7 separate regions of the Mus musculus genome follow, and all the other regions are linked to region 3. A link is a contact called in public HiChIP or PLAC-seq and promoter capture Hi-C data. All regions are on one chromosome and are shown on one strand. Each heading gives the region's core, a stretch centred on a gene start, on an enhancer-like site or on the middle of the called end of the contact. The rest is flanking DNA. Distances are from core to core; before and after follow the strand shown.

Region 1 (3,185 bases), core at 135-2,634, 830 kb before region 3:
ACCAGAAGCTGGAAACATTATATCTAAAATACGTACCGGGGCAGAACTTGGGAGCAAAGAAGCTTGGCCTTTCTTCCAAATCAAGCACAAGTGAGAACTAGTTCTAGCAGGAATGATAGTCCAGTTAACTCTGCAGAAAGACAGAGGTTGAAGTACCTGTGCAAAGACCTTTGTTGGGGTTTGGGGGAGGACTAGATAGGAAGCCAAGGCAAACAAGAAGGAGTATATGCACAGGGAACGGTCCGAGCGGGGAAGTGCTGAGAGGAGTCTTAGGCAGAGGTTCTGATTGAATTTGAGTGCCCAGAAGCACATAGGATGAGAATGAGAGTAGGGGCAGTGGGGAGGGGGTCAGGTAGAATTAGAGACTCATCACAGATCAGAGTCTGATACATAATGCATCACTTAAAATGGCTAAAAGAAGGAAAAAGGCAGAGCTGACAGATCAGGGCATTCTGGAGTCCAGAGAGTAAGGCTTCTTGGAGGGGATCTTGAGAGGCATTTTCTGCCTCTCTTCAAAGGCTTCTAATTATTCCAGTGCCAGGAAGGAGTGAGGACCATTATTACTGTCCTACCAAGGTCCTGAGAATATCCTAGAGGCCTTAACATTGCCAGGGGCCACTATAATCCTAGTCAACCACAATCCTAGTCTCTAGAAATCTAAGAGACCAGTCTACCAACTGATAAAGAATGGCTCTTGAGGATGGATTCCATATTTGGATGTCCTGAGTCCCCCTTCTTTGAGAACACATATTGTCTCCAGGGCAGCTGTATTAATAGCTACACTCTTCACTGGAGTAGCCTCCAGTGTGGAAGAGTCATCAGCACAGGTCCTCTCTTCCTAGAAAACCTGACCACAGGCTCAAGACTCACAGAAGGGAGGGGACGAATGGAACAGACGGATTGCAAAGCTATGCAACATTTGGTTTCATTGCTAAAATTCCACCCTGGCTTCCAATATCAATGGTGCCATTTTTTGCTCTGTACCTCTGGGTGCCTAAGTATTATTTTTACTGTTTGTTTATGTCTGTGCATGTGAATGTTTGTTTTTAAATATCAGACACATGCCTTACAGAAAGTGTATTGGTATTTCAGAAGTCACTGATGTTTTTGCTATCAGCTGCTAGGGACAGGGGTCAAGCTGAACAACCTGACATAAACATCACCGGGCTCACAAACCTGTTTTCAAGTGAGACACCCAAAGGCAATATTCATCGCAAATTTATGAGCTCAAGGCATCTAAATGTGATCCACTTTTAAATCTCATCTTTTCCCTCTGAACCCTTCAATCTAATTAGGCTCACATCAGTATATTATTACAGAGAGTAATCATTCCTTTCTTCTAATAACATTCATGGATAATTTTATTTCTCATTTCCAGCCTCCTCCTCCTCCTGTGGTGTAATTAGTGTCTCTGGCACCTCGTGCCTCTCAGAATGAGCTGCAGCTGCTAATTGCTAATTGAAAAATTAGAAACTCAGTTAGAAAAAGGATCTAATTAAAATGAAATTAGATAAAATCCCCTCAAACCAGCACCCCCACACTTTTCTTTGTTTTTCTTTTCCCATTTTTGCTTTCTTTTTTCCACCACTATTAGCACTTGCAAAATATATGCAATTGCTGAAAGCTGATGACCTTTCCACAGGGGCCAGCACAATGGCCTCGATGAAGCAGCTAGGAAAACCGCACAGCTACTGAACTGAATGTAGAACTTGGTCTTTCTTCCTGATGCGCATGGATTCCAATGTTTTTCAGGTCCTCTGGCAAGGACGGGGATATGGTCACCCTTGTATAATTCTCCCGAGTTTAGAAGGGCCACTGTCCTCTTTCAGGACAGGAAACTAGGGATCTACTCTCTTCTGGAAGCAAACCTGTCTCTACCTTCTTGTACATCGAAAACTACAGCAGATACCTAACTATCCAGCAAAGATGCAGTGCTAGAAGAGACACAAAAGGAAACCCAGGTCCCTTCTGTCTCCAAAGTATGGGCAATTTGTTGAGAAGCCTATGTGGGAAGCCGTTGCAGAGTGGCAGTTGGCTACTGCTGGCCATCACACATACATAGGCAGTGAAGGTTCTTTTGCCAAGAAGAGAGACAAGTTAACCAATCAGATGTGAGACACGCCTCTCCTAGGCCTATATAAGCAGCACCAGTTCTGGGCTCGGGGTCTTTTCGCCTCTACAATCAAGCTCTCCCAATAAACGTGTGCAGAAGGATCCTGTTGCAGCGTCGTTCTTCCTGGCCAGTCGAGCGCGCGCAAGAAGCCTAGACAGAGAGGAATAACAGACTAAGATAATATGGTCCCATGCAAAATAGCATTTCAGATAATGTGGTGTTTACTTCAAGACTGCAATGTTTTAAAGCCTTGATACATGCCAAGAACCGTGCAAGAATGGGGCACTCAAATATGGGCAGGCTACAGAGGATTGTGAACTCCTTCCATAAAGAGGAAAAACTACAGAGAGCAAGTGAGATCAGGAAAGCCAGAGATGGTGGAAGGTGTGGGACTTTCCCAGTGGATGGCATTTTAGCCAGAGAAGACAAGTTCCAAAAACTACCACATATAGCAAAATGGTGACTTCTGGGAATGTAAGCAGCTGAAAATGTTTGATGCTTAAGATTAGAGATGTGTGGCTGAAGTTAAGGTTGTGGAAGTTTGGAAAACATTCCCATAGGAAGACCAGCAGTCTCAACTAACCTGGACTCCTGATAGCTCTCAAACACTGAGCCACCAACCAGGCAGCATATACCAGCTGATACGAGGCTTCTGACACTTTTACAGCAGAGAATTGCCTGGTCTGGCCTTAGTGAGAGAAGAGGCACCTAACCCTTGAGAGACTTGAGGCCCCAGGGAGTGAGGAGGCCTGGTGGGGTCGGGTGGGGTGGGAGGTAGGGGCATCCTCTTGGAGACAGGAGAGGAGGAATGGGATGAGGAACTGTCGGAGGGCAGAGCAGGAGGGGGATAATGACTGGACTGTAAAAAAAAAAGACTAAAGATAATTTTTCAAAAAAGTTTAAAAGTGTGAGAGGAGGGCTTAAAATCTGAGGGACATTTTGGTTCACGTCTTGGGGTGCACATGATGGTAGGTAGGGTTTTTGTGTGGCGAGAAAAATATTCTAGATTAAAATTTAGTAATACAAAAAAGGAAAAACTACTGTCAAGCATGTGGGTAGTCGAGCTTTGCTT
Region 2 (3,021 bases), core at 350-2,849, 690 kb before region 3:
ACAAAAGACAACAAAGAATGAAATGGCTACCTAGGAAAGAAGAGGGAAAAAGAAAAAAAAAAAAACTTTGGCAGAAAATTGTGTTGAGAACCAAGAGCTTAGTTATGGTCATGAATATATTTAGCAAAATTTGATACTTTTCCCCAGAAACATTTAAATGCTTGCATGGACTTCTGCTGGGTGATTATGGTGGAGAGAAAAGAGCACAGAGACTATTGCAGGGGGCTGATGATAATTGTTCATCATGGAATTTAAGCCCATGCTAAGAAAATAATTCCACAAAACAGTAAAAGATATTGAAGTTCATGGGCTCAATAGACTTTCAAGGGTAGTTTGGCAAGTTTTGAGGGAAGGATTGGTGAAGCTGTGGCGATTGAGAATGTCTTGGAAAGACAGAAGAGTACTGTTGGATTACAGAATGTTTTACATTTACACCAAGGAAGAGATGTAGCTATTGACCTTGGGGTCCCGGGAGGACTGGCATATTGAGAAGAGCAAATGGATATGGAAAACACTGTTCCCTGCATGCTGAAATCAAGAAGAATTGTGACAGGTTGTATTGGAGAGGACACCACAAAAGGGCTGGGGAAATGGCCAGTCAGTAAAGTGTCTTCCTTACAAGCATGGGGACCGGAGTTTGATCCCTAGCAACTGTGTATGGAGCTGTGTGTAGTGGCATACACCTACAATCCCAATGCTGAAGAGGTAGAGACAGGAGAATCCTTAGAGATCACTGGTCAAACAGTTGAGACAAATTAGTTTTTAAAATATAGTGGCTTGTAACTGATGAAAACACTTGATGTTGGCCTCTAGTTTCCACAGGCAAGTCTACACACAAACGAAGGAGCAGGAGCTTTAAAAGGGCTAAAAATCAAGCAACAAGGAACCTTAATTCATCATTTTGATCTTTGTAGAGGACAGTATGAGAGGACATGATTTAATGGGATGAACTTCAAAGTTTAGAATAGGAAGGAAAGAGTCAGCAGAATAAGGGTTAAAGGTGTGGAAGTGACAATAGAACCACTATCTATAGACAGTGTCACCTGGGGTATGGGCATCTCAAATTTTCCAGAATTTTCTGAGTTAATCTACCACAGGGTAGGCTGTCTTTCCAGAAAAAGCCAGTATCAATCAAAAACAAACAAACAAACAAACAAACAAACATTAAAGAAAGTTTGGGTAAATTGGGTTCTTAGTTGATGATTCTATCAAGGGTCTAAGAATCTTTATTTAAATCATAGCGTTCAACATGCCACAGATATATGTAAGCCTTTAATAGTAGAGGATTCCAGATTGTCAAATTTCCTGGTCATTATTTTGACAGTTCTGGGTCCTTACTGTATGAAGAAAACTCTAAACATGACACTTGCCTCTGTATACAGCAGTGGGAACTTCTTTGGCTTTTCAATCTAGAGGCATGATCAGACTTTCCCCCAGAGTATCAAAACACCAGGAACTGCATTCTCCCCCTGGACTGGAGCCTCAAACTAAGATGGAAAACAATCAACTTTCAATTTTCTGTGCTTGTTTGCTTTCTGCCCAGAACACACAGCAGAGGCAGTTGAGCAAACCTTTGGGTTGTTTTCAAGGACGTCTTTCCATTTCACCTTCACAGGGTTTGGGAGCCAGTTGCTCCTGGGGACCTGGCGCTTGGTTTTTTATTATTTAAATGTGGGTGTCTTTACAACAAAATAATCTCAAATGTTCAACCTAAGCCCCCAACCCACACTATTTACTAAATGAAGCCAAGCATCATAAAAGCCTGAATGGTGTGGATTTATCGTTTAACTGTTGTTTTGAGATCACAACAAATCATTAAAATCATTAGCTGTTCTAGCTAAATTAGAGCTCAGCCCTCGTATGGTGCCTGGCCTGTGTGACTTTCCCCACACTACCCCCACCTCTGCTCAGGCTCCTCAGTCTTTGCCTGTGTAAGATTAACTGGCTTAATACACCCAAGTCACAGTGCTAAGCATCTTTGTTTTCTCTCTTCAGTGTTTGTTCTCCCCTCTACCCCAGGGCTATTTGCCTAAGATATGTGGGCAGCAGACAGATAAGCTAAGAGGTTTGGGTCAGTGCTGACTCTGGGAGCCTGCACTGCAAATTCCACAAGTCCAGGGAGTTTGGGGTTTCCCAATGCTCCTGTGTAAGCAGAAACTCTTTGCAGTACATCCAGCAAAGGTAAGAGTGTGTGTCAGCAGACATCTCTCTGAATGAAGCCCAGTAGAGTTTGGATGCATTGTGTATCTCTCTAGTCATCTCCTGAGCCTGTTCAGCCCAATAAACTGGAGGTAAGGAAGCATGTCTTCCCTGTTTGGCCTGATAGTGTGGAGAAATGAAGGAACAACATGCACTTTATGTATCCGGAGACACAGATAAGGCCTCTCATACCCATGTATCAAGGAAAACTTCATGTCCATTTTTCTGAAAATAGGATAGCACAAGACTTGAACTTGGAGGGGATTACTTATTTATCTCTAGATAGAAAAAAAAGACAGATGTATATATAGTACAGAGCCAAGATCTGGTTCCGTGGGTTCAGTGCTCAGGAAAGTTGCTGAGTTGTGAAGGTGCTATGAAGACTGGTTCACCTTGTGTGGAAGAGATGATGCAGGCTAACTTCACTCCCACAGATGGACTCCCACATTTCGTTCAGAGTTTTAGACACCAGAATATGGCCAATTAATATTCATCGTACTAAAGACTATATATAGAGATATCCTCTTGAGGTCTATGCTTAAAACCACTTCAGAAAGGTAATTTCTATCTGGTTAACAGTTTGACCCTGGTAGTTGACACCATAGGCCCCTTGCAAAGCTATCTGGTGAAAATGTGCCCAATTCAATAGTTGGAATTCAGATGCCAGACTTAAACCTCAGTGTGTGATTTATTCTCTGTCATGGCAATAGGTTGTGAATTATTTGTACTGGGAAAGTGTTTTGCCATTCTGGCTATCTGGATGGACCTTGGATTTCAGGCCTAGTCACACTCAGAGAGAACTATTCAAGCTGTGGTTCATAA
Region 3 (3,031 bases), core at 406-2,905:
CACTCACATGCAGACATAAACAATAATAGAGGAAGAATAAATGTGAGAATCACTGGGCATTTTATCAAAAATAAATGTTACATAAATTCAAAGGACAAGATAGGTGTGCATCACAGAATTCAGATTCTTTGTGGCTCCAAAGGACAAAATTGGCAACAGCTAGTGAAACTTACCGGAAACAAATTTTAGGCAATTAATGAATTGATTAATTTAAGAGTTTTTAAATGAGGTAACCATGTTTTGTTTTTAAGAATAGCTAATTGGACCAGGTATCCAGTGTGGTGGCATATATTTTTGAGTCTAGCACTTGGGAGGCAGAGGCAAGCACATTTTTGTGAGGTCTTAGCCACTATGGTTTGTAGTAAGGAGTTCCAGGACAGCCAGAGATACATAGTGAAGAAAACCAAACCAACCAAACTACCAAACAGCCAACTCTACATCCCAAAATCCCGTGTCTCTAATATAGTTGATGAAAGTGATCTTCTCTTCTCTTCTCTTCTCTTCTCTTCTCTTCTCTTCTCTTCTCTTCTCTTCTCTTCTCTTCTCTTCTCCTCCTCCTCCTCTTTCTTCTTCTTCTTCTTCTTCTTCCTCTCTCTCTCTCTCTCTCTCTCTCTCTCTCTCTCTCTCTCTCTCTCCTACTGAGAATTCAGTCAACTGTTTTTATATGCTTTCAGAAGCATCCCACATCCCTCTTTCTTTTTATACCGGTGAAGAGTATGGCCACAAGAGGGCAGTAGGGGACATTTGTCAGACACTTTGATGTGTTGAGTAAACTCGGTGTGTTCAATCTCCATCGGGGAATTCGAAGACCCTGAGACCTTGCAGGGGTATAGCTTGCACAGGCCCTCGCGGGAAAGCCGTAGCCGCAGTTGCAGATTCACAGACTACGAACCAAGGAATCAAGACCCGTGAGCGCGGAAGCAACCAGGACTGAAAAATCCTCTTTTCTGGGGATATTAAAGTTGTCTTAATCTTCTAGCCATTACCCTCTGCCTCCAGTACGAGGCGGGCTCGCGGGTCTGGATAATGCAAACGCTCCTGGTACTATGGTTTCCACAGCACCCACCCGAGTCAGCCCCTACCTCCTTTTCCAATGGAACAGGAAACCGGAGATGCAAAGCCAGACTCCTCTTTAAAATGTAGAAATAATTATCAACAACTTCAAACCTCTTTTGACAGCTCGTTGGCTTTCTAGAATTTGTAGGGTAGAGAAATTTGCTGTTCCGAAATCCGACACCCCATCTCAAGCCCATCAGTAATATATGTCCCTCCACACTCACCCCTAGCTCACAGGTGAAGAGAAAGGAGGGGAGGCTTTGCTTGGTGACAGGTGACGCCACGCGAGGGGATGGGGTGCTCTCATCACTCTGATCCCCTCCCGAAGCCTAGCCAGCTGGCTTACCAGGCCCCAAGACATGAGTCCCTAGACCCTGGTACAACCTTTCTGGGCCCTTGACTACTGACAGTGTCTGGTGGTCCAAACTGAGCGAGCAGAACGCCTGCAGAGCCGTAGCTCTGCCGGGTTCTTGGGTGGACCAGCTAGGGTATTCGGTCTGCGCGGGCGGGGCGCGTGGGCGGGGAGGGGGTTAACGCGGCCTCTATGATAATGAGCTGAGCGGTAATATAGGAGGCCGGCTGAGGGCGCCGCCACCGGAGCTGAGCTGAGCCGCGCTGCGCGCAGCACTGTCCGCGCAGAGCCGAGTGGGGGCGGCTGGAGCAGCTGCTGGGATCCTTCAGCTGAAGACGAGCGATCAGATCTGGTGGACCCGTGAGCCGTGGAGCCGCGGGGAGCTTATGGGCCCGGTCGCAGACAGAGCTGGCAGCGGTTCCTGGAGGAAATAGGGCCGAGCAAGCCAGGAGCAGAAGGGAAGGAAGCGCGGGATCGCTGATGTCAGAGCAGCCCGGAAAGTCGTGCTGGAGAAAACTGAAGACACCCGGCTTTGAGCCGCCCCGGAGGGACCCTGCGGGACCCCACGCCCCTTCACAACCGGGTCCCTGCGCACAAGCGACTGGGACGAAGACGCGAGGAACCATTCGGGGGCCACCCCAGGAATACAGGCAAGCGGCCGGCGCGGGCCGAGGATTTTAATGATCCTGGGTTACATGTGGAACTGGCTGCCAGTGTGACTCCCGTCAGGCAGGACTGGGCGCACGCTGCCCTGGGCAACCGCCAGTTGAGCGGACGAAGAGGGGACGCAGGGACAGACAGACACTGCCGAGCTGGGTAAGCAGCGCCCTCCGCCCTTTCCCCGAGCGCGCTCCCGCGGCGGTTCCTCCGGCGCAGCCTCCTCAGGTCCCCTTGGGGTCCCGGCCCCGGCCCCGGCTTGGTTGTGGCGGCGAGTATACGCGCGTGATCCGCCACTTTCGCAGCTGCAGTCTCCTGTCCAGGCTTCCGGGCCATAGACTCCAGCGGCTCTGGTGGTTCCGGCGCTCCGTGGCGCGCTTATAGCGCGCACCTGCCGGCTGTCTGCAGCTCTGGGGAGCGCCTGAGCGACGAGGTCGTCCCAGGGTTGGAGCCCAGAGAGGGCCTCCGTGGCACTAGCAAGATAGCCTGGAGCGACTATGGCCGGAGGCCGGTTGGGGGGCGTTCACCAGGCAGTGTAGTCCCGGGTGGCCGCTGGCTGTTCCAGTGGTTCAGTAGACTGGGAATCACCGGGAAGGAGAAGGCATCCTTTGCGTGCGTTCCGGGAATCTGTGAGAACGGTTTGGAAGCACTGTAGTTAAGTGTTCCTGTCCCCATCCCCCATGGCATAGTGCCCAGCTGGGGCCAGCCCCCTTGGTTTGAGCAACAGTGGTGCTGGTTGAAGTGGGAGTTTGTCCAGAGTCCAAGAGGCTCCTTAAAGCTCATTTCCCTCCATGTACTCTTTTTTGCCCTACCTCACGAAGTGATAGGATCTTAGAAAATTCCAGTTTCTTTTACTCATAGGTAGTCTTCGTAAATGTTCATCTTGAGCTGTATGTCAAAAGCTGAAAATGTCATTCCTAGGGCCCTCAAAAATGCCCACCTGTTTAACATGACCCTTGCCCTAGG
Region 4 (2,908 bases), core at 187-2,686, 950 kb before region 3:
GTGATAAAAGACCCCTGTGTGCATCAAATCGGCTCCTCGGTGGTCTTTGGGGTTTCTGTAATCTGGGCATAACACAATGACCCAGTTTCTCAGTGAGAACTCACACCAAGTACAATAACTTTAGGGAGGAAGATCTGTTTTGTCTTAGAGTTTCAGTTTATTATATGGCAGGGCGGGGGTGTTAGATCAGAGTAGTTAATATCATGGTGGCTAGGTGGGAGTGGGGGAACACTTTCTTTTTATTTTATTTTCCTCTTTGATTCCATTTGCACCTTCGGACTGTGGGATGGTGCCACCCACGTGGAATAGATGTTTTCTCTCAGTTAATTCTCTCTAGAAACACCTTCACAAAGACACCCAGCAATGTGCTCTATGGGTTTCCTAGGAGTGCCTCAGCCCATCAAGTTGTCAATCAAAATGAACTATCACATACCCCAGAGAATGTATGTAGGTAACTCCCAGTGCCTATCTGTCTGGACCTCATTCAAAGTCTTGTCTCTTGAGATTGCAAGAGAGTCCCCAACATTCCCCGACTCAGAACTTTTGATGTCAAGAAAAGGCTTGGGATAAGGGGTTCTATTATAACAGTTTTCTGGATTTACTTTCATGGCAGGGTACAAGATGTGTTTCTGCTTGGGTCTCAGCTAGATGCACACTCTTGGTATGGGGAGTGGAGTCAGGCCTACTCAAAGAATATAGTCTGAGACTGAGCAAGGAACAAGTCTCCTTAGAAAAATGGGAATCTTATTTTCAGACTAGGAAAGATACTGGCAGGCAAAAACAACAGATGTCTACCCCAGATGCCAACAAGAGTCAAAATCATACAAATGAACCAAGCATAGCTATGCACTAGTTTCTGGATTGTGCCAGGAGAGGGTCACATCTACCCAAGGAGACACTACTTACATGGCAACAGTTCAGACCACATTCTCCAGGAGAATCTTTTCTGATAAATGGCTCAGGGCCTTGCTGGCTTTGCTGCAGCACCGAAGGAAACTGATCCTTTCCAGTCTTTGCCACAGGCACTCTGTTCTAGAAGACAGTTCTATAGCAATGACAATCTCTGAACTATCTTTTCTGCCCTCACAAGCTTGGGTGGCATTCTCACCCATGCTACCTGGATCCTGGCACTCCCATATATCCCTGTCTGTGCTACATGGTAATCAGAGAAGACCACTTAAACATTGGTATCTGGTGAACATGTCCATCAAAACAGCCTCATTTTATAAAAGGAGACAGGAGACCCTGTGGCATGAGTGGGTGCCCAGTGTAGTAAGAAGGACATTTCAAGTAGAAGGGAAGAACCAAAATATTTAAAAGGAAGGAGGAAAAAGAACACTCATTCATTACAAGAGCAACCTTTATTAAAAGAGCTCACAGAGCTATGACATCACCCATATGCCCAGCGCTGATGAAGACAACACCAGATGGAGTCTGAGAGCCAGAGCAGAGCTGCGGGCTAATTATCAAAGTCTCTCCATCCCCAGGATAACAGTCCTGGCAGGCCATGATGACTGCTGCCAGCGGAGAGAAAGAAATTACCCAGGTTGATGCTGCTTCCAAATAATTGATAATTTGCCTAAATGAACAAATCAAGTAAGATTTAACTGTTGGCTGGAATTGCCACCCAGCAGCAGCAAAGTATCTAATTGCCCCAGCACCTCACATGGCTGTCCATGTGTGTTCTCCTCCCCATCCTCCCCCCTTCTTTTTCTAAACCAAGTATAATTGTTTAATGGCATTGATGGGGAATAGACTTGGACATTATAAATGACACTGTGACAGGACTGTCAGCTGGTGACAGCCCACTGACAGCCCCTGTGAGAAATTAATCATTTGAGATGCTTCGTGATTTGCTCATTTAATGGTGCAAATAACATTGTGGTTTCTAATCACACACCATCTTTCACTTAAAGAATCCCTGTCTCTTCCCCAGGAGAATTTGGTTGTTTTCCTTTCAGCGATGGGTGCCGACTGGGGTTAAACTTTGGGACTGTTTGGTGGTAGTTCATCTCAAGGAGCAAGGAGACATTTTCTCTGGGGAAACTCTCACTGGAGCGGCGTCTGAATTTAGTTTTCCTCCCTTGCTACTTGTTTAAGAAGGCTTTCAAGGGGGAGACCTAACCTGTTGGGACAGATGCTAATGAAGATAGAGGGCTAAGGAAGCAGCATAGCTATTTTTAGCTGGGTAATGGGGAGTAAACGGGGCCACCCTGTGATATGCTAAGAGATGCCTCACTCATTTCTGCTGGAACTCCCACATTGTCTGCTGGGCAGACATCTGTTAATTGCTTTCTCTTGGACTTCATTTGACATTTAGAGAAATAGAAGGAGACTGCCTAACCATCCCCCTCCCAAAAACCTAAATGGTGTCTCTGTGGAGTTTTGAAGCCAGGGAGGAAAGGAGGCCAGGTGAGTTTGAAGCCTGCTCTCTGCTGAGGTGTACAGAGCGAGCATTGAACACGATGTGCCTAAGGCGCTCTGACCTGGTTTGGTGGATGCCTGTGTGGCTCCAGGCAGTCAGAGGCACAGAAGTTTCTCCCAGCTGCATTGTCTGGCTCTACATTTGGTCAGAGCATGTGCTTAACTCTACTCATCTGCCATGCATGCATTCTAACCTGGAAAATAGTGTCTTAAGACACTGCAAAGAGAGAAAATATACTCAATGTCAACATGTGCTTCTCTGAAAATGACTGTATGTAACTAACACAGTACCACATGCAATGGCAACCTAAGACAAAAACATAACAGATTTTCCATTTTAGAACAAAATGACTTCTTCTGCTCATTGTGCCACCATTAGTGTTAGCTTAAGGAGTAGCTACTGACACCCAAGAGTAAAGGTCGAGAGGTTGTAGTTTCTTTGTCTCCTCTAACCTATGCTCACCAGCACTAAATTGCTTTTGGG
Region 5 (2,912 bases), core at 162-2,661, 990 kb before region 3:
TTAGCACCTGGCATTTATCATGATCAGGGCATTGGAACTGGCTGAACCTTACTAGCTCTACCCTTCAGACATTTCCTACCTTTTAACTAAGGGATATGTTTAGTATTAATAATAAGATAGCCCTTGGAAATGCATTTAGTGCCTGTTTGAGGACTGGTGATGACTTTTCATAGGATCAAGCTAGAGCTTTCCTCTGATGCTCAGAATTTGAGGGTTTAGTGCTGCTTGACTCTGGTTCTGAGATATGTTGCTCCTTAAGAGGAGAAAAGCAGACTCTACAGCCAGAAGGTAGGACAGTTGTTTTCTGAATCACCACTAATTAGCTCTTTGGGGATTGTTAATTTCTTGTTTAAAAGGTGTAAAGAGTACTGTTATGTACTTTGGAGACATGCCTTACTAACTATATTGACACTGTTTGGAAGCTATAGTGAGCCAGTTGAGGAGATGTCCCTTGCACACCTCAGATCCAGGGAGGAAGGTTAACTAAGGACACCAGTTGCTGAACCCATTGCTCCATTCATGCTAGGGCCACATATCTGATAGTGGTGCCCATCTGTTACCTCTGGGAGAGAACAACTTCTGGTTTTGTCTTCATGACCCCTGAGGCCCTGCTATACCATCCTGGGATTTCATGGTGTCTCAAGATCCTTCTAACCAACTTTCCTATATGTGTGCACGTGTGTTTACACATGTGCATATCTCAGATTCTTCCTGAAGTCTGACAGTACTCTGCCTTCCCTGTTGTCTTCCCCACCTAGGCATTTCCACTGACAGAGCTTCTTTGTCATGTTTTATCTAGTCTCGATGACTGCATCTCAGAGGACCTTGAACTTACACACATATCCTAGGCACCAGCACATTTCACCTTCTGGTTTAATTGCTTAGGTGCTTTTGGTCTCCATGAGTTCAGATAGTTTTGACCAGTTTGAATTCAAACACAAAGACTGAAGTATAAAGCAGGGTCTAGAGAACCTGTTGAGCTTCTGGTTTTCTCAGTGTGTGTAGAATTCACTTTATTCCTGAAGCATGGTGCCTTTCCACTTTTGTGTGATCTGTGTACAGCACTCCAGGTAACAGGAGTTGACATTTATTGTTAAACTTGCCTCTTGAATCACTCTGAGGGAGACCATAAATGTCTCAGATGTGATTCCACACAGAGCCTAAGATGGCAATATTATCTATGTGTGCAATTATGATTCTCTCTTCCTTTCAAAGAACCTAAGTGCGGGAAAGAGACTGCCACCTTCTTCTTTGGTAAAGTGGGATGACCAGTAAATTTGTGTGAGTACTGTAGGGTCATGAAAGCATTATCCCAGAAGTTGCTGCAATCAGAAACTCTCCCCTAGACCAAGAGTTGAAATAACCTGGCCACATTCCAGCAGTTACTTCTGGTATCTCGTCTGGGACAGTTGGTTGTACTCAGGTTATTTTTATCCCCAGTTCTGGGGACTAGACCCTGAGCTTTGCCTCTGTGAGGCATTCTACCACTGACTAGATCCTCAATACCTATACTCCAGCTCTAATGCTACATTTAATCTTCTACATACCATACTTGACATAATTTAAGTTCATATGCTATAGGAAAGGCACAAAATTGCTTTTATAAATAGTTCTTATCTCTTCAAATAGTGCCATTTAATATATACATGGAAGGAGATTTGCAGATAGAACTGTGTGTCCCAGTTTCTTGGTTTGTCCTTTACCATTCTTCCTTAGGGGGAAGTTTGTGTCTGTATTTTATTTTGTAGCAGATGGGAGAATTTGATCCAAATATTCAGTCAGAGAAGATTGTCCACTCACAAGTTTTCCATGCTCGACAGGATGCTTTTGATATATTTTCTGTCTTCATGGGGTCGAAGAATATAAATTTCTCATAGAAGTATCAAATGCTTGACTTCAGAAAACAACATTGTTACCTATTACTCTGGCTTTTGACTGTACTTTTATTGTCCCCAAAGGACTGTATCTGGAGTCTAAATGTAGCAGAAATGAGGCAGAATCTTTCAGAGATGTGGCTAGTGGGTGGACTTAGGCTTTTGGTGGTATGCCCCTGAGGAGCTCATGGGACTCCACCCCTCACAGTCTCTCTGCTTCAGTTTGAAAGGTGATCTCGAATCTTTTGTGTACCCACCACCCTCCCCAGAAGCCAAAACAATGTGACTGTCCAGTGTCAGATCTGCACTTACTTTGTGTGAGCTAAGCAAGCCTTTCTGTACACTCAGTGCAGTTAGTTGCCTCAGGCATATTTCTATGGTTATGAAAAGCTGCATTCACTCTTCAGTGAGAGCAAATACTCTCTAAGCTTATTTATCTAGCAGGTAGAACCGAGATCCCGTGCATTCCTTTTTTTCCCTTTTTGTTTTTTAAAAAAATTTTGTTTGAATTTGGTTCAGCAAATTTTTGTTGAGTACCTGCCATTTTCCAAATGCCAAGGATGCGGAGGAATGTGGGGATGAGGACAATGACTCTTGCCTTGCTGAACTGTATCCTAATGGAGTGCACAGACAGTACAAGCAAATGCATGACCTGCTGAATTCAGTATTTCTGATAGACCCACTATTGGGATGTCACAGAGAGGGTAAGGGGGCATGGAAAATGAATTGAATAATTTAGCTTGACTTAAAAATACAGAAAGGGAGAGTCCAAGGAGGAGGAGGAGGCTTGGTGTCAAGCTGTCAGGAACTCACACTAAGTATGAGATGCCTGTGAACTGTCTTGGTAGAGGCTTCATGGAGAAGTTAGATGTGGGTGTAAGTCCAGAGTTCAAGTATAGCTTGAGATTGAGGATATACATTTGGGATGGTACTTAATGCTTTGTAGCTACAGTAGAATGTTATCAGTGTATGGATGGAACAGTGAAAAACCCTAAAGAAAAAATTCTGTACTACCCAACACTCAAGAATCTGCAACCC
Region 6 (2,951 bases), core at 301-2,800, 750 kb before region 3:
CAAAGGGAAAATCAGAAGAAATTGTCTCTATCAAGTGGTACAAAGCAATTTAGAGAATGTTACTTTGTCAAGCCAGCTTTGAGCTAAGTTATCCTTTGTAAGATTTCTTTTTTTTTCTTTGAGCATCTATTTTTTTCTAACACTGCCCAACCCCCAATTCTTGTAATAAAATCAATATTTTCTGGAAGAACAGAGACGAGAGCCTTTAGAGGACTCCACCTCCTGTTTGCTGCAAAAACATTAATAAATGTCACTAGCAAAGTTGGGTACCAAGGGAAACAGGATGACCTCATGAATATATTTTCTAAAGAGCTTAAAATGTCCATCTTGTATATTATTCGTTCCTTAAAGAGTCTAAGAGCTATTGATCCCTTCAACTGCTGCAAAAAGCAATTTAAATGCACCAAAGGCTCTATATATGGATGGACAGAGCAGAGCCAGATCAGAGTGGCTTTATAATGCCTATTTCTCCATGTGCAGAGCTAGGCTGCAGAAAAGGTGCCCCTTGGTAGGGTAAATGCTATCACTAGGTCTATTACAGCAAAATAATGGAGAATTAGAACTACCTTTGCCTAAAGTGGTAGCAGTTTATAGACCTGCAAAGATTCGTCTGCTGATAAAAAGTGATTTAAAGAAATTAATTGACGATCATTGCATGGCTATTTCCTGGTTCCTAAAGTGGCAGACATCAAACACCACTAGCAGTGTGTGCACTGATATGCACTCTGTGTCTTCCAGACTTGCACATAGTACAGTAACATGAGTAAGAAGCCACAGACAGAGACCCAGGTATCACAGAAGGTTAGACAACATGCCCTTTAACCACGCTGCTCTATTTGTCACTGTGTATTATATTGGGTTACATACAAGTATATAATAGATTTTGAGCATATCTTGACATAGCCCATTACTCTCCCTTACCCCTTTATCTTCCGTTAGTCTACTTTACTGCTCTAGAAAATTTAGATGATGTATAGTTACCACTGTGGAAGACCTGCTGGATCACCTGTTTCACCTGCTTAGTATTTTCCTCAGCAAGCAAAGTGTCCTTTCCTTGACTCCAAGGGCAGCAGGAAGAAGGAAGACTAGTGTTTCCTAATGCGAGTAGCATGTTTTTCAAAGTTAGGCAACTGCTCATCTTACTTCACAGCCTTTGGGGCAGAGCAATTTTGTCCTTTAGGAATTTTTTTTTTTTTTATTTATTATATGTAAGTACACTGTAGCTGTCTTCAGACACTCCAGAAGAGGGTGTCAGATCTTGTTACGGATGGTTGTGAGCCACCATGTGGTTGCTGGGATTTGAACTTCGGACCTTCGGAAGAGCAGTCGGGTACTCTTACCCACTGAGCCATTTCACCAGCCCCCGTCCTTTAGGAATTTTAAGGTGCTTTGAAGCAATCCTTCTGACTTAATTGCTATCATTAGAGAACCAAAAAATCATTTTATTAGCTCTTGGCTATTCCTATTCTTTTGTTTATATTGACACATCTCAACAGTGACACGCATGGAGGCCTGAATTCCCAAGTGCCCCGTGATATGATGAGTCAGACATATTTCATACCAAAGCAGGAGCAACACAGGGCAAAGAGTATAAAACCAGGTCAGGGAGACCAGCTGGCAACAGTGGAGTAAACTTGGCTAAGATGTTGTCTTTTCTGTGGTTTGGATCAGATTTCACTCTTCCCAAACTTGTATGTGTTGGGAACTTGTTTCCCTGCAAGGCAGTGCTAAAGGGATGGGAGTATCTTTAAGAAGTAGGATCTAGTGGGAAGCCTTTAGGTCATTGTGAAGGCTGTCTTCAGGATACACTGTAGACACTCTTTACCTTTCTGGGGTTTTTTTTTTTTTGTTTGTTTGTTTTGTTTTGTTTTGTTTTGTTTTTTTCCATGCCTTGAGGTCACGCTAAACTAATTTTGACATCATGCCTGAGCATTTAAAACTGGGAGCTAAGTCAAGTAAATCGCAAGACTTGGGGAGTGTGTGTGTGTGTGTGTGTAATCAGAAAAAGACTAATTCAGATATCAGGAAGTTTCAAGTTTTGGGGTATCCTAATAAAATGGTGGCAGCTGTGAATAGGAAATCTTTCTTTAAAAGATAGGATAATCACAAACAAATATCCCCAAATATCACTGGGAATAGTTTCCCGCTGGTTCTGTGTGACTTACTTGTGTTCACAAAACATCTTTGATCTTGTCTCACTCAGCCTCTTATTCCAAATTTCCTCCCTAAATCTTGTTACTTCTCCTTTCCCAATCTCCAGTCTGGGTGTGAAAATTCTTGGTGTGCTAATAATCTCTTCAGCACCTTTTCAGCATACATTTTACCGACAGGTGTGATACCCGTTTCTGCAAACATTAACAGAAGTGAGTCGATGACCATTATATTTTACTCCCCCAAACCTGTATTTGTTGTATTTTTAAAATGCATTCTGAGCTAGTAGCCAAATGATTTGCTCTATACTCGGGGGTCAGCCTCTGTCAAATGTTAGATTCTTTCTCCCTGACCTTGCTATGCTGCCCTCCATATTCGCTACAGCTTTGACAGATTCCAAATAGCAGCTCCATACCCCTCACAGGTAAGAAAGGCAGGCTGGGCAAAGATCAGGCAGTTTACAAAAGTTCAATGTAGGCAGAAGAGAATGCTTTCCTTCTGGATAAGAGCTTCCAGTTTTTGTCTTTGTGTTTAGTATGCTCATAGACTTCTCCAGTCTATGAAGACTTTATTCCACAACTGATCAAGTAAGGCAGCAAACTCTACCCACAATCCACAGGCCCTGCCTGCAACCCAGCAAAAATAAAACCAGCACACGTGTTACTCTGTCATAGTGTTCTAAAGTCATTGACCTCAGCAGGGCTGGGGTCGTCAAGTATTCTAATTTACTACAATTTATTAATTCATGAGATCATTTTTGAATGCAGAAAGATCTTGCCTAGGTCACATGAGTCCCATAG
Region 7 (2,957 bases), core at 176-2,675, 870 kb before region 3:
TCTTTGCAGCTGGTGGAGTGAGTAGCAAGGGGTGAGGGACAATTTGACTGTGGATCAAATGTCATTCTTAGGACACAGTTCCTCATCTGTCATTTTTTTGAAGCTTCTAAGCTGCTGTCAGTGGCAGTAGGAGTGGTCATGGAGGCTTAGCTCCATGCTGGCTGCTATATCTAATGTGTGAGAAGTTCTAGCTCTCTCAGGCAAAGCTGGATTCTTGAATCACTGCAGAAGACAATTCCAGGATGAGACAGTATAAAATAGGTTTTAAGGTTGTGATGAAGAGACTTTTACATGGATTTATCCATCGGCATTAATAGCAGGAGGTACCTAGCAAAAGACAGTACCTACCCAAGTGTGGGTGTGGGCTTCTCAAAAGAGAGACACGCTGAAAAGTCGTAGCCATTGCCATCTGTGCTGATTAATCCTTCTGTTAACTCGACAGAAGCTAGAATCACCTGAAAGTGGGGCCTCCTAATGATCTATATGGAGAGAGTCCAACCCACTGTGGGTGGTGCCATTCCTGAGGTAGCAATGAGTTGTGTAAGAAAGGCTGAGTATGTCCTGGGAAGCAGGCCAGAAAGTAGCATTTCTCTATGGTTTCTGCTTCAGTTCCTGCCTCCAGCTTCCTGCTCTGACGTCTCTTTACTACAGACTGTAGTCTGCAAAGTGGAAAATGAACCCATGCTTGCCTGCCCCAGTTGGTTTTGATCAGGGTTCTATCACAGCAACAGAAAGCAAACCAGGACACCATGTTTGGATTTTGTGGCTTCTGAAGTTACTTTGCTCAAAGGGTTTCTAAAGAATCTCCTTATACCCCCATTTTTATTTGGTAAAACCATAGAATACAAGGACTCACAAGTAAGCTAAGGCTTCTTTAAAACTGTAAGTGAAGAGCATAGTCTTATTTGTGAGATTCTCAGAAAACTGCATGTTTAGAGCTGGAAAAGAAGATAGGCCATGCTTGAAAGGCATATATATATATATATATATATATATATATATATATATATATATATATATACATAAATATATATATATATCCTCAGCATACTCAATTCCATGCTAGTTTATCACTCATTCTCAAGACATTTCTCTATGCAGACAGCCTCAAAGCAAATTTTAGCAATTGTGTTGGAATTCATAACTTTCAGCTGTTGAGAGACTTCAGCCAGACTCTACGGTGTAGGACTCTTTCCTTAGCCCACGTCCTCTTCATTTTCCCTTTATATTCAGTCTCACGACCCCTAACCCAGACCACATGAATCAACCAAGGAGCATACTGAGAGAGAAGCTGGGCTGTTTGATGGCAGAGAGGCACGGAGCCATATAAGGAAGTATTTTTCTGGATTCAGCTGCAGCTGTAGTCCAAGGGAACCTAGCGACAGCTCAAGCTGACAGCAGAAAGGGGGGTTTGTCCACACGGTGCTGCTGGTGAGGGCATGCATACATAATGCAGGACTCAGGAAGGTTCTAAAGAAAGTGCAGTAGGGTTGAATTCCCTGCAGGAAGTGCCTGGGATGAAATCCAAGTTATGATTGTACCCTTGGATGTTGGAGATGCCAGCAGCATGTGATACCTTCTGTGGTATCCTGCAGGCACCCAGGGAGAAGCCACATGTGCTGCAAATGGCAAGTCCACGGGGGCTGGGCTATAGAATTGTTTGCCTTGATAAGTTCAGTCTTTCCTTGCTATCCCTCCTACTCCTTCCTCTTGGGATGGTAATTGCGACACGACTCGACTCTGTGCCATTATATATTGGAAGTATGTAACTTTCTGACTTCCTAGAGGCTCACAGTGAAAAGATTGCTTTTAGTCCCAGTGGAGACACTGTTTTTGAACACTGCTGAGACACTTAGGACTTTTGGTTTTAGACTAAATTTGTTTTGTATTATAGGATGGCCATGCGCCTTTGGGAGTTAGGTAGAATATTATAGTTTGATTGTGAAATGTTCCCCACATGCTAATTGTATGAGTACTTGGTCCCCAACTTGTGGCACTATTCTAAAGAATTAGGAACCTTTGAAACTTGTGGAGACAGGTTACTAGGGGTAGGCCTTTGAGGTTTTGTCTACCTCTGGTTCTGTCTTTCTGTCTCTCTTTCCTGCTTGGTGTCAAGTGAATAAACCTCTGCTGCACAGAGCTGCTCCTCAACCATGAGCTCCACATGAACTCCCATGTCTTTCCACCATGATGGGCTGTGTGGTGGTTTGTATAAGAATGACCCCGATAGACTCATAGATTTGAATTCTTGGTCACCAGGGAGTGGCACGGATATGGGTGTGGCCTTGTTGGAGGAGGCATGGCCTTGCTGGAGTAGGTGTGGCTTTTTGGAGGAAGTGTGTTACTGGGGCCTGGGCTTTGAGGTTTCAAATACTCAAGCCAAGCCCAGGGCCTCTCCCTCCCCACACTGCCTTCTGAGATGCAGAAATCTCTGCTGTTTCTCCAGCACCAGGTTTGCCTGTGTACTGCCATGCTTCTCATCATGACAATAATGGACTAAACCTCTGAGTGTAAGCCAGGCCGGATTAAATGCTTTCTTTTGTAAGAGTCACTGTGGTCATGGAATCTCTTCATAGCAATAGAATTGACTTAGACAGACTGCGCCTCTGCCATGGTAAGTCAGAGCAAGCATCTCCTTTCTTATGCTATTTCTGTTGGGCATTCTGCTCATAGCATGAAAAGTAAGTAATGCGCCATGGGAGCAACTTAAATGCCGTATATGTATGATGTAATATGACATATATGTGATATCTATGATACATAATATATGATCTATATCACACACATACATATTCATACATAAATATGCATATGTAAATGTACACATATGCATAGGCATATTCAGGAAATCTTGTCATGTGAAGCTACATGGATGATCACATGTCACAAGAGTATACTGAATAATTCTACTTATGTAAGACATCCAACCTCATTAGACACATAAAATCAGAAATTAG

What was found. Promoter capture Hi-C pulls out the DNA fragments that hold promoters and counts their contacts. HiChIP or PLAC-seq counts read pairs in DNA pulled down with a chosen protein or histone mark.
Region 1: a contact with region 3 is called in an H3K4me3 HiChIP or PLAC-seq map of embryonic basal ganglia, with 4 times the contacts expected there. The contact joins the enhancer-like site here to the promoter of Plxna2 in region 3. A contact is called at or near these places in 5 of 39 promoter capture datasets (frontonasal cranial neural crest, hippocampal neurons, liver and 1 more), 1 of 484 Hi-C or Micro-C datasets (cerebellar granule neurons) and 7 of 115 datasets of contacts at active chromatin or transcription factors (astrocytes, embryonic basal ganglia, embryonic forebrain and 4 more).
Region 2: a promoter capture Hi-C map of liver shows a contact between it and region 3, with 2.8 times the contacts expected there. The contact joins the enhancer-like site here to the promoter of Plxna2 in region 3. A contact is called at or near these places in 3 of 39 promoter capture datasets (the C10 cell line, hippocampal neurons and liver), 1 of 484 Hi-C or Micro-C datasets (cerebral cortex) and 6 of 115 datasets of contacts at active chromatin or transcription factors (embryonic forebrain, embryonic hindbrain, embryonic limb bud and 3 more).
Region 4: a contact with region 3 is called in an H3K4me3 HiChIP or PLAC-seq map of embryonic basal ganglia, with 9 times the contacts expected there. The contact joins the enhancer-like site here to the promoter of Plxna2 in region 3. A contact is called at or near these places in 12 of 39 promoter capture datasets (the 3T3-L1 cell line, the HPC-7 cell line, cranial neural crest and 6 more), 2 of 484 Hi-C or Micro-C datasets (cerebral cortex and forebrain), 14 of 115 datasets of contacts at active chromatin or transcription factors (VIP interneurons, craniofacial prominence, differentiating embryonic stem cells and 9 more) and 2 of 9 other capture datasets (embryonic stem cells and pancreatic islet).
Region 5: a contact with region 3 is called in an H3K27ac HiChIP or PLAC-seq map of SST interneurons, with 5 times the contacts expected there. The contact joins the enhancer-like site here to the promoter of Plxna2 in region 3. A contact is called at or near these places in 4 of 39 promoter capture datasets (the 3T3-L1 cell line, the C10 cell line, hippocampal neurons and 1 more) and 9 of 115 datasets of contacts at active chromatin or transcription factors (SST interneurons, astrocytes, differentiating embryonic stem cells and 6 more).
Region 6: a contact with region 3 is called in a FOXA1 HiChIP or PLAC-seq map of pancreatic cancer cells. The contact joins the enhancer-like site here to the promoter of Plxna2 in region 3. A contact is called at or near these places in 3 of 39 promoter capture datasets (the 3T3-L1 cell line, cranial neural crest and hippocampal neurons), 2 of 484 Hi-C or Micro-C datasets (muscle stem cells and uterus) and 9 of 115 datasets of contacts at active chromatin or transcription factors (astrocytes, embryonic basal ganglia, embryonic forebrain and 6 more).
Region 7: an H3K4me3 HiChIP or PLAC-seq map of forebrain shows a contact between it and region 3, with 8 times the contacts expected there. The contact joins the enhancer-like site here to the promoter of Plxna2 in region 3. A contact is called at or near these places in 1 of 484 Hi-C or Micro-C datasets (cerebral cortex) and 13 of 115 datasets of contacts at active chromatin or transcription factors (SST interneurons, VIP interneurons, astrocytes and 9 more).

The regions. Positions count from the first base shown.
Region 1 is chr1:193,789,412-193,792,596 of GRCm38.p6, forward strand. No RefSeq gene overlaps it. Among named protein-coding and RNA genes, the nearest start is that of Gm31870, 140 kb to the left of the region's middle. Within about 2 kb of position 1,385, at least 2 of the 459 cell types and tissues checked have an H3K27ac peak or open chromatin away from gene starts, as enhancers often do. A contact at or near this core is called in embryonic basal ganglia, where this site is marked.
Region 2 is chr1:193,932,507-193,935,527 of GRCm38.p6, forward strand. No RefSeq gene overlaps it. Among named protein-coding and RNA genes, the nearest start is that of Gm31870, 280 kb to the left of the region's middle. Within about 2 kb of position 1,600, at least 11 of the 459 cell types and tissues checked have an H3K27ac peak or open chromatin away from gene starts, as enhancers often do. A contact at or near this core is called in liver, where this site is marked.
Region 3 is chr1:194,618,174-194,621,204 of GRCm38.p6, forward strand. It overlaps Plxna2 (plexin A2), which reads left to right and starts at 1,656. Exons shown (of 32, transcript NM_008882.2): 1 at 1,656-2,224.
Region 4 is chr1:193,670,450-193,673,357 of GRCm38.p6, forward strand. All of the region lies in intron 1 of Gm31870 (a long non-coding RNA gene), which reads left to right. Among named protein-coding and RNA genes, the nearest start is that of Gm31870, 16 kb to the left of the region's middle. Within about 2 kb of position 1,437, at least 21 of the 459 cell types and tissues checked have an H3K27ac peak or open chromatin away from gene starts, as enhancers often do. A contact at or near this core is called in embryonic basal ganglia, forebrain and hippocampal neurons, where this site is marked.
Region 5 is chr1:193,628,695-193,631,606 of GRCm38.p6, forward strand. No RefSeq gene overlaps it. Among named protein-coding and RNA genes, the nearest start is that of Gm31870, 25 kb to the right of the region's middle. Within about 2 kb of position 1,412, at least 4 of the 459 cell types and tissues checked have an H3K27ac peak or open chromatin away from gene starts, as enhancers often do.
Region 6 is chr1:193,869,356-193,872,306 of GRCm38.p6, forward strand. No RefSeq gene overlaps it. Among named protein-coding and RNA genes, the nearest start is that of Gm31870, 220 kb to the left of the region's middle. Within about 2 kb of position 1,551, at least 27 of the 459 cell types and tissues checked have an H3K27ac peak or open chromatin away from gene starts, as enhancers often do. A contact at or near this core is called in muscle stem cells and pancreatic cancer cells, where this site is marked.
Region 7 is chr1:193,750,571-193,753,527 of GRCm38.p6, forward strand. No RefSeq gene overlaps it. Among named protein-coding and RNA genes, the nearest start is that of Gm31870, 97 kb to the left of the region's middle. Within about 2 kb of position 1,426, at least 24 of the 459 cell types and tissues checked have an H3K27ac peak or open chromatin away from gene starts, as enhancers often do. A contact at or near this core is called in SST interneurons and forebrain, where this site is marked.